Linked DNA regions of Danio rerio: all the other regions are linked to region 1. A link is a contact called in public Hi-C and Micro-C data. All regions are on one chromosome and are shown on one strand. The core of a region is the stretch at or near the end of the contact, and the rest is flanking DNA. Distances in the headings are between cores, read along the strand shown.

The links. Hi-C and Micro-C count contacts between places; a contact is called where the count stands out from the background.
Region 2: a contact with region 1 is called in a Hi-C map of an unstated tissue, with 3 times the contacts expected there. The contact joins the promoter of magi1b here to the enhancer-like site in region 1. A contact is called at or near these places in 2 of 18 Hi-C or Micro-C datasets (caudal fin and an unstated tissue).
Region 3: a contact with region 1 is called in a Micro-C map of caudal fin, with 20 times the contacts expected there. The contact joins the promoter of phtf1 here to the enhancer-like site in region 1. A contact is called at or near these places in 3 of 18 Hi-C or Micro-C datasets (caudal fin, hematopoietic stem cells and an unstated tissue) and 1 of 4 datasets of contacts at active chromatin or transcription factors (gastrula embryo).

What each region holds. Positions count from the first base shown.
Region 1 is chr11:21,110,210-21,113,311 of GRCz12tu, reverse strand. magi1b (membrane associated guanylate kinase, WW and PDZ domain containing 1b) reads right to left here. Exons shown (of 22, transcript NM_001007063.2): 4 at 1,485-1,691. Among named protein-coding and RNA genes, the nearest start is that of rhol, 78 kb to the left of the region's middle. Within about 2 kb of position 1,376, at least 21 of the 62 cell types and tissues checked have an H3K27ac peak or open chromatin away from gene starts, as enhancers often do. A contact at or near this core is called in caudal fin and gastrula embryo, where this site is marked.
Region 2 is chr11:20,964,777-20,967,603 of GRCz12tu, reverse strand. magi1b (membrane associated guanylate kinase, WW and PDZ domain containing 1b) reads right to left here and starts at 1,342. Exons shown (of 22, transcript NM_001007063.2): 1 at 540-1,342. The coding sequence starts at 837.
Region 3 is chr11:20,910,850-20,913,594 of GRCz12tu, reverse strand. phtf1 (putative homeodomain transcription factor 1) reads left to right here and starts at 1,494. Exons shown (of 17, transcript NM_001114429.1): 1 at 1,494-1,624; 2 at 1,853-1,944; 3 at 2,025-2,081; 4 at 2,175-2,244. The coding sequence starts at 1,915.

The sequences.
Region 1 (3,102 bases), core at 127-2,626:
CTAAACATTCTTTAAAATATTTCTTTCATGTTCTACATAACAAAACAAAAATGGTTTGGAAGAAGTCAAGGGCGAGTAAATGAAATATAAATTATTTTTTAATGAACTATCCTTCTATGGAACTAATAATATGCCAAAACAATCTGAATTTAAATTGTGTTAATTTCAATTATTGACAATTGTAATTTAATAAATCAGAATTTTTATCTGACTTTTCGGTAATCATCTACACTTCACCGTTGATCACCCCTGACCTACTGTCTGCTGAATCTGAATTGCACAATCTGAATTTCTGGTTTTGAATTTTAGGTTATTGAATCAGTCTGAATTTCTTCATCTTGAAAACTTGAAACTTTACTTTTACAAACGGGACATCTGCAGTCGATGAGTTTGAAAATACGTCTATAAAAGAAAATCAGCCTTGAAAAACTCAGTTGTTTTTAATTTCAGATGTTCAATATTTAAGTTTTGAAATACAAATTCAAATTCATTCATAGATTTTCTAGTCGGCTTAGTCTCTCCATTAATCCGGGGACGCCACAGCGGAATGAACCGCCAACCCATCCAGCAAGTTTTTACGCAGCGGATGCCCTTCCAGCCGCAACCCATCTCTGGGAAACATCCACATACACATTCACACACACACTCATACACTACGGACAATTTAGCCTACCCAATCCACTTGTATCGCATGTCTTTGGACTGTGGGGGAAAATGGAGCACCCGGAGGAAACCCATGCGAAGGCAGGGAAAACATCCAAACTCCACACAGAAACGCCAACTGAGCCGAGATTCGAACCAGTGACCTTCTTGCTGTGAGGCGACAGCACTACCTACTGCGCCACTGCCTCGCCCAAATTCAAATTAAGAAATTCAAATTCAAAAGGATTTTTAATGTCATATGAAAATTCAGATTTGTCAATTGTCAATAATTCAAATTAACACAATTCAAATTCATATTGTTTTGGCATATTATTAACTCCCTATCCATCTAATACCAGGTGACAATGCCAAAGTAATCAAAAGCGGTCAGAAAAATCAGTAAAACCAGCATTAAATCTCATGAACAAAAACACATCTTACCAGTTGCAAACAGGGCCATTAATTTGCATTTCAAAACAACGAAATGCACCTACTTTAATGTTTAACCATTTCCACAATCTGTACTTACTGTTGCCTATTAGTAATCAGACCGCAAGCCTGTAAACACCTCAGTTCGACACAAAAAATGCACCTCATTCAACACTGTTGTGAAAGTTGGCATCGCATAACTGTCCGATCAATACATAAGGACAGCTAGAGTCCATCTTGCTGCTTTCTAACACAAACAAACCCCTCCGCCACAGCCAGATGGCGCTCTTTCCCCCTTTCCTTCCTGAACGGGCAATGGCGAAGGAAGAGGAAAAGCAACAAAGAGGCATCACTCACTCATCTCTTCCTCCATGTGCCAGACACAAATGCAAACAAAGCGTCTCAGTGCTGACCTGTGAAGCTGCTGTTCATTTCAGGAACCTCGTCATCATCCTCAGTCTCTGTAGGCACTATTCCAGCATTTTGCATCTCATTGTAGGACTTGGTGCGACGCGGGGTGGACGGCTGGGATCCGGGAAGGCTGTCTTGAAGAGCATCGCCAGTGATCACTTTGCCACTAGGGGGCTTAATAGGCGGCTTGGGTGTGCCATAATAGTTACCTAGAAACAAGAGGATATTGGCAGAATTCAAGGAAAGACATAGGGTGGATAGGATGATTCCAAAATAATAGTTGTCACTATATTTCCCCAGTTGATTGATTACATTATTTGATTTTTTTTAAATCCTATGTTTAAGTTTGCAAATGAGGAAGTGTTTTATTAAATATAAGATTTCATTTGTCAATTTTCATTTATTTTTTAACATGTTTGAGTCAAATTTCTTTTAGTGCCTCATAATTCAAAAAACACTGCAAACAGCCAGAAAAAGTGGAATTTGTAGAATAAAAATGTTGTACTGTAATACAGTTGAAGTCAGAATTATTAGCCCCCCTGTTTATTTTTTTATTCAATTTCTGTTTATTGATAAGAAGATTGTTTCAACACATTTCAAAACACTCGATTTTGAGAGTTTAGACCAGATTTATCATCCTCACATTTCAACTCATTTCTAATCACTGATTTATTTTATCTTTGCCATGATGACAGTAAATTATATTTTACTACATACTTTTAAAGACACTTCTATACAGCTTAAAGAGACATGTAAAGCCTTAACTAGGTTAATTAGGCAAATTAGGTTATTTTATAACGATGGTTTGTTCTGTAGACTATCGGAAAAATCTAAAGGGGTTAGTAATATTGTCCTTAAAATGGTTTTTAAAAAACTTATAACTGCTTTTATTCTAGCCTAAATAAAAAAAAGACTTTCTCCAGAAGAAAAAATATTATCACTCATCCTGTGAAAGTTTCTTTGCCCTGTTAAGCATCATTTAGGAATCAAAGGGGGACTAATGATTCGGACTTCCACCGTTTATAGAGGAATGAAAACATGGAATGAATGCCTTCAGACATTACATGCTTTGTAACAAGTAAAATGAGGCTTTAAAAAATTGTTGAAAAAATATTTAATAGCACAATATTAAGTGGATTGTTGATCTGGATGTTATGTATGAATTTGTTTTTTTGTTTGTTTTTATTGCACTTTGTTGTTATGAATTAATGTCATTTTGTTCTGTGCTCGATGGACCCCAGGAAGAATAGCTACCTTGTTAGTGGCTAATGGGGATCCTGATAAAAATAAAAATAAATAAATAAATAATAATATACAGGGTTTCTACAGGTTTCAAGTCAAATTTAAGACTATAATGAATAAAATTTCAGACTTACACAAGGGTAAATGCTGAAAAAAACTATTTTAAAGCCCAAAAGTTAAAGTTAAAATCTATTTTAAAAGCAAATGTTATTTTAGAGAAGATAATTAAACCATATTAATGATTAAATAGAGTTAATAAATAAACGCTTCTTAAAACTTTTATTGAAATATATTATTAGTGACTTGATGGGTGTTTGGTATAGCTTTACATAAACATAGGTAAATTAAGACCTGTAAAAATGATTTAAGATCTACAAC
Region 2 (2,827 bases), core at 93-2,592, 150 kb after region 1:
AAATAAAATATACATACTTTTCTTACTGTATTGATCAAAAGAACTAAAATATTTATCACAAATAATTGTTTATCTATTCATATCATATTATGTTATTGGACATGAAAAATAATAACAACTACACCTCCTATCACCCCCACTAACATAACAAATAAAAATACAGAATTAAAAGATAAACTAAATAAAAATGTAGTTATAAAAGTAAAAGTAATAAAAGTAAAGGAAAACACATTATGAAATAACACAAATTAAGAAATTTTAAAATAAAAGCATGCTTCTTAACAACCACTAGCCCTATGCAGTCACATGCAAACATGAATAAATATTTTTATAAATACAGGCCTATTAGCCAACAAACCAAGTCGCCAAGCCTATATTTAGTGAACATGTGAAAATAAATAAATAAATAAATAAATAAATAAATAAATAAATAAATAAATAATACCCGGCTAATTTTAGGAAACAGTTCCTCAATGGCTTGTTTACATGAAATGCATCACACAAACCAAACAAAAGTGAAGGGGAATCGCTCTGCTTACCTTGCCTCACAGTTTTTAACCTTATAGGTCCTTTGCAGTTCTTGATCACTGTCAGCACATCATACAGCGGCAATCCAGAGACAGAAAGCGTCTCCACTTCCAGCAGTAATTCCCCCTCGGACACTTTCCCATTTCTATACTGTACGGCGGTCTCGTTAACGTGTCCGATATAGGCGAACTCTCCGTTCTCCGCGCCACCGAGCAGCTGCACGTTCAGCTCGCCACGGGCGTCCTTGGAGACCGAGCACTCGTTAACTTTGGTGGTCCAGTGATTCTTCTTCTGTACCACTTTGGACATGATGAATCAATAAAATCCGCACAGAAACAGGTGGCTCCGCTGACAGACGACAAAACGAAACACTTTCATAAAATGAAATATCCCACGCGGTAAACTTTCTTCTCCGTCCGCTCAGTCATGAATGCAGCGTCTTCGCAGCCCCAAAAGATCCAAGAAAAAGCTCAACAAAAACAAAATCAAGCCATTGTCCGGCTCTTCACTAAATGAAATTCCCACTCCGACCGCTTCCTTAATTAGCCCGTATTGTTTTCCTCATCCTCGCGCTTTAATATTCTCGGTTGCGCGCATCTGCTTGCCTTTTCATTTCATAAACCTCTTTAAATACACTTCTTCAAGTCTGAAGTTGTTTTCAAAATAGTTTAGCGGTTTCTTAAACACTTAAAGTACCATTCCAGCAGTTTTCTTTGGCACACAGGCAGTGTTAGCGAGCGTTTCCTCCTGGTTCACGGCTCCTTTAAACAGGTACAGCGTTTGACGTCTGTTTTGATACATTTCATCCTGTTCTGCCTGCTCGCGACTCGGGATGGAGCGAATGTCACTGGAGCGCATGCGCATTATTTCCCTTCGGACTCCTGAAGGCAATCCTCACTGCGCACGTCACCAGGTCCTAAAGCCCGTCACGAAAGAAATCATATTTACGAACCTAAGCCGATTTCTGGAAACTCTTGATTAAATGTCTCTCCCCATATAAATCTTCAAAGGCCCTCCAAGTAAATAAATTTAAACATACTCCATGAATAATCGCACCTGGACTTTATACAAGGCTATTATCAGCATCTAAAACTGGTTAATGACATTAATTGAAAACATATCCAGATTCAAGGTGTGAGCTGAAAATCATGAAAGATTTTTGGTTTTTTTTTTTGTGAAACTTGCTGTTTAAAAAGATAAATATTCGTTCCTCAATTTGTTGCACAACCAGTTTTGTCTGTTTGCCCAGACTGTTGCTTTGTGAAGAAATTTAGCCTGGCGTAAGCGTTCATCCCACATGAATCCTTGTCAGTCATGTTCGACCTGCCTATCATGTTTGATGTCCGAAAAAATTTCTTATTTTCCAAACTCTTACCAAAATAAATCATGATTCATTACAAATAGAATTTCCATTTGTCTATTGTCTATTTGAAGATTATTTACTAAATTCTTGGTTTTATCCTCTTGAAGATTCTTACTGGAATGAGGGTTCATTTAAATTATACAGTCAACATTTAAAGTGAATCAAAACAATTTCAAAATTGTCCTAAAACTATGAACCCTTTTCAGATTTTCGAGTTTCTCAGTAGCAGAAGTCTTAGTGGATAAACTTAGAGCACAGTGAATGGGAGTGTACAACAATTTTTTTATATATACAATCCTATTTGCTAAAATAATATAAAAATTGGCAATGATGTTTTCAAGACTTTCAGAAAATAGAAAAAAAAACTATGTGATAATGACAGACAGAAGAGAAAGCATCAAATTTGCTGTTCTGCCTATACACTATACACTGCATTTCAAACATCTGCATAAGCGGTAATTCCTATTTTATCATTTGATGCAAAGATGATAGAAAACATACATAAATAAATATAAATGTTAATATGCTTTTTTTATTAAAATATTAAAAACTTTCAAGTATTTAAGATGCTGATGACCATTAAAGACATTATAACACTGAGTTCCTTTACATGGCCACCAGTAATCAAATTTTGATATGATTAAGACAAAACTCTGATTAAGAGTTTACCATGTAAACAGAGGATTTTTCACCATGTTTTTCGGCAGTATATTCTATACACACAAAGCTGTATGACACTATTCTCCACATCTATTGAGTCAATAAAGGACTACAGACACACATCCCACGAAATGCAAAGGTTTTTTTTTCTCTCATTCGGCATGCGGTATCCAATTTCATTAAAACTTCCAACATTCTTTAATTCATAAACACATCCAATACCTCAGTTTGTCACCGGGGGCATGAATGAAATGTTTCTGAATGAAACTGAAACTG
Region 3 (2,745 bases), core at 245-2,744, 200 kb after region 1:
CATAGTTTGACATGTTCAAGCGGCAACCATGGTTGCCGGAGGGCAAATACCTTGTAAGTAAATGATGACGAATTAGAGAATAGAGTTAATAAGTTAATAAATTAAGGTTATTGGCCTAGTTTAATGTTTAGTTTTTTTTTTGTTTTTTTTTTGCTTTCATAATAACCCCTTTAAAAAATAACCCTTTAACTAATATCTTTACTTTAAAGTAGACTTTTTATACACAAGTTGAAACACAGCAAAATTGTAAAATTAACTTCTCCTACTGGTCTCTTTCCCACAAAGATTTAAAATAACACAGAGAATAATGAACATCGCTGTTAAAATGCAGAATCACTACAGAAAAACACAAAACTACGAACAAATTCAGTTCCTACCTTAAGCCCAGCTGTCCATACAGACATAGGTATTGCCTACTGCAGCTTTTTTACATGGTTAGGCTGTTTGACACTAACAATGTTAACAAGGATATCTGCATGAAAACAATTTTAACGATTTGAGCACAAATGGGTTAATGTTCTACTTTGAATGAATATAAATTTATATTATCGATTAAATATGAAAAAGGTCCAGCAGAGTAAAAGTCTTTATTAAATCTTCCTATATAACCCGGTATGTTTGTCATCTATAAATGAAATCAGTGTCATTAATTATTCCCTGATCCATACACATTTGTTTGGTTCTTTTTTCTATTTGAATGAATTAAGAGTGTTCTGCCGCCACCTACCGGGTGTTTTTAACTTGATATTTGTGGAAATTTTAATTAATCAATCAATCAAATCAAAATCAATTTTAACTAATCAATTAAACTGCTGTCTCCTCAATGTTATTTTTGCTATTGTAAACACAAGGTAAATACAATTCCACTTTCAAACGACACTTGTAGGTCCATCACTGCCCTGCACATACATTAAAAAAACAATATGATTTTGTTTCATTAGGAAAAATCATGTGCAATATTGTTATTCTATTCAATTTAATTTTAATAAAATGTTTTATGTTAATAAATGTAAAATACTCTTATAGATAAAAACGCCAGAGATCTGACCAGTGAATAGAATGTAAAGAATATGAATGTTTGTGAATAAGCTGTCCACAACAACCACAACCAAAGAACAATGCATTTTTTTTTTTTGGATTTTGTTCTTTTTTGCCTTTTTGTTGCATGGTTTATTAAATTATCTTTTTATTGTTGTCTGTTTTATATTTATTTGTTGTTTGTTTTGTTAAATATTCCACACTTTTACCGCAGTTTATTTTGTACGCCATGTACTTCCGCCATTTGCGGCTGCTGTGTCGTAATCTCTTGCTTCACACACTTGTCGTCTCTGCCAGCAGCAGCAGCGTCGTTGATGAGAGTGGGAACTTTAACAATCACTTCTCTTTTACAACATCTTATTTCAACGGCCGACCTGATCGAGCCGAATTAAAGATTTTCTGGTTTGACGTCAAATAAAGACAGCTCACAACTTTAGACGGCTGTTTGTACATCTTCCAGAGCTGTTGATGATGTAGCGTCAGATAGTTTTGGTGAAGGGGGGCGAGGTTTGTTTCAGCTTCAGCAGAAAATGTTGACAAAACTCCTCACGCACTTCTGAGGAAACTACAGTTTATTGAGCTTCAGGTAAGTTTAATATTATATTACGTCACGAGACCTAAAACTACAGCAACTTTATCAATAACTGTCGTGTGCTGTCTAGGTAGGCGGCGTTCTAGTTTTTGAAACACGCCCGCTCGCTGTATTTGTTCTTGATGAGTCGCTTCCTATTATGTGTACAGCATACTGCTTGCAGGCGTTTTCTTTTTAATGTCAACGATAATGACATACACTTGAATGTCTTGCTCTTTCGAGGAATGGAATTTCCAGTGAACCACACTGCTGTCTGAGATGAGCTGAGCTAATGTATTTCAAATATGGCAGGAATAGCATGGTATCAGAAAAAAGTGAGTGTGTCTATACCTGTCAGGTAAACAGAGGTTGTTTTTAGAAAGGAGTTAAAATGTCTGTCGTGTTCTTGTCAAAGATTGGAGCTTATGATCAACAGATTTGGGAAAAATCACTGGAACAGACTGAGTTTAAGGTAATTTGTTTTTGAAATATAGATGTATTTGTTGTTGTTGCTATTGTGTAAAATGTGTGCAATCAGATTTGTGAAACTCTTCCGTTTGAACAGGGCTTTGGAAACAAACTTAAAAAGACTGGCCATATTAAGCCAGATCTCATTGATGTCGATCTAGTAAGAGGTGAGTTGCCATACAGGTTTAGCTCCTAAATCTGTTGTCATTGCTTAGAAATAAAGGTGCAAAAGCGTCCATACTGGTGTGTTATTAGTGTACATATTGGCACCTAAATGTACAAAAATGAACTGATCCAGATCCTATGACCGCTTTTGTACCTTTATTTTTGTGAGTGTATACTTGATACAGGCTGTAAACCAGGTCAGATTCAATAGAAACTGTCAAATAAATACTGTAGATGACAACCATTTTTTTAATATTCAATGTGTTATTTTATTCTTATTCAGAATTGTGCAAGTATTACAATCATAAAACTAACCATAATCAAATGTAATGTGTGTAACACCATGTTACTAACATTTTTTTAAAGAAATCTTTTCATTCAGCTAAAATTCAATAAACTTATCAAAAGTGACACTTAAGACATTTATAATTTTGCAAAATTTTTGTTTAAAAATCAATGCTCTGATTTTTTTTGTGTGTATGTATCAATCAATGTACAGAAAT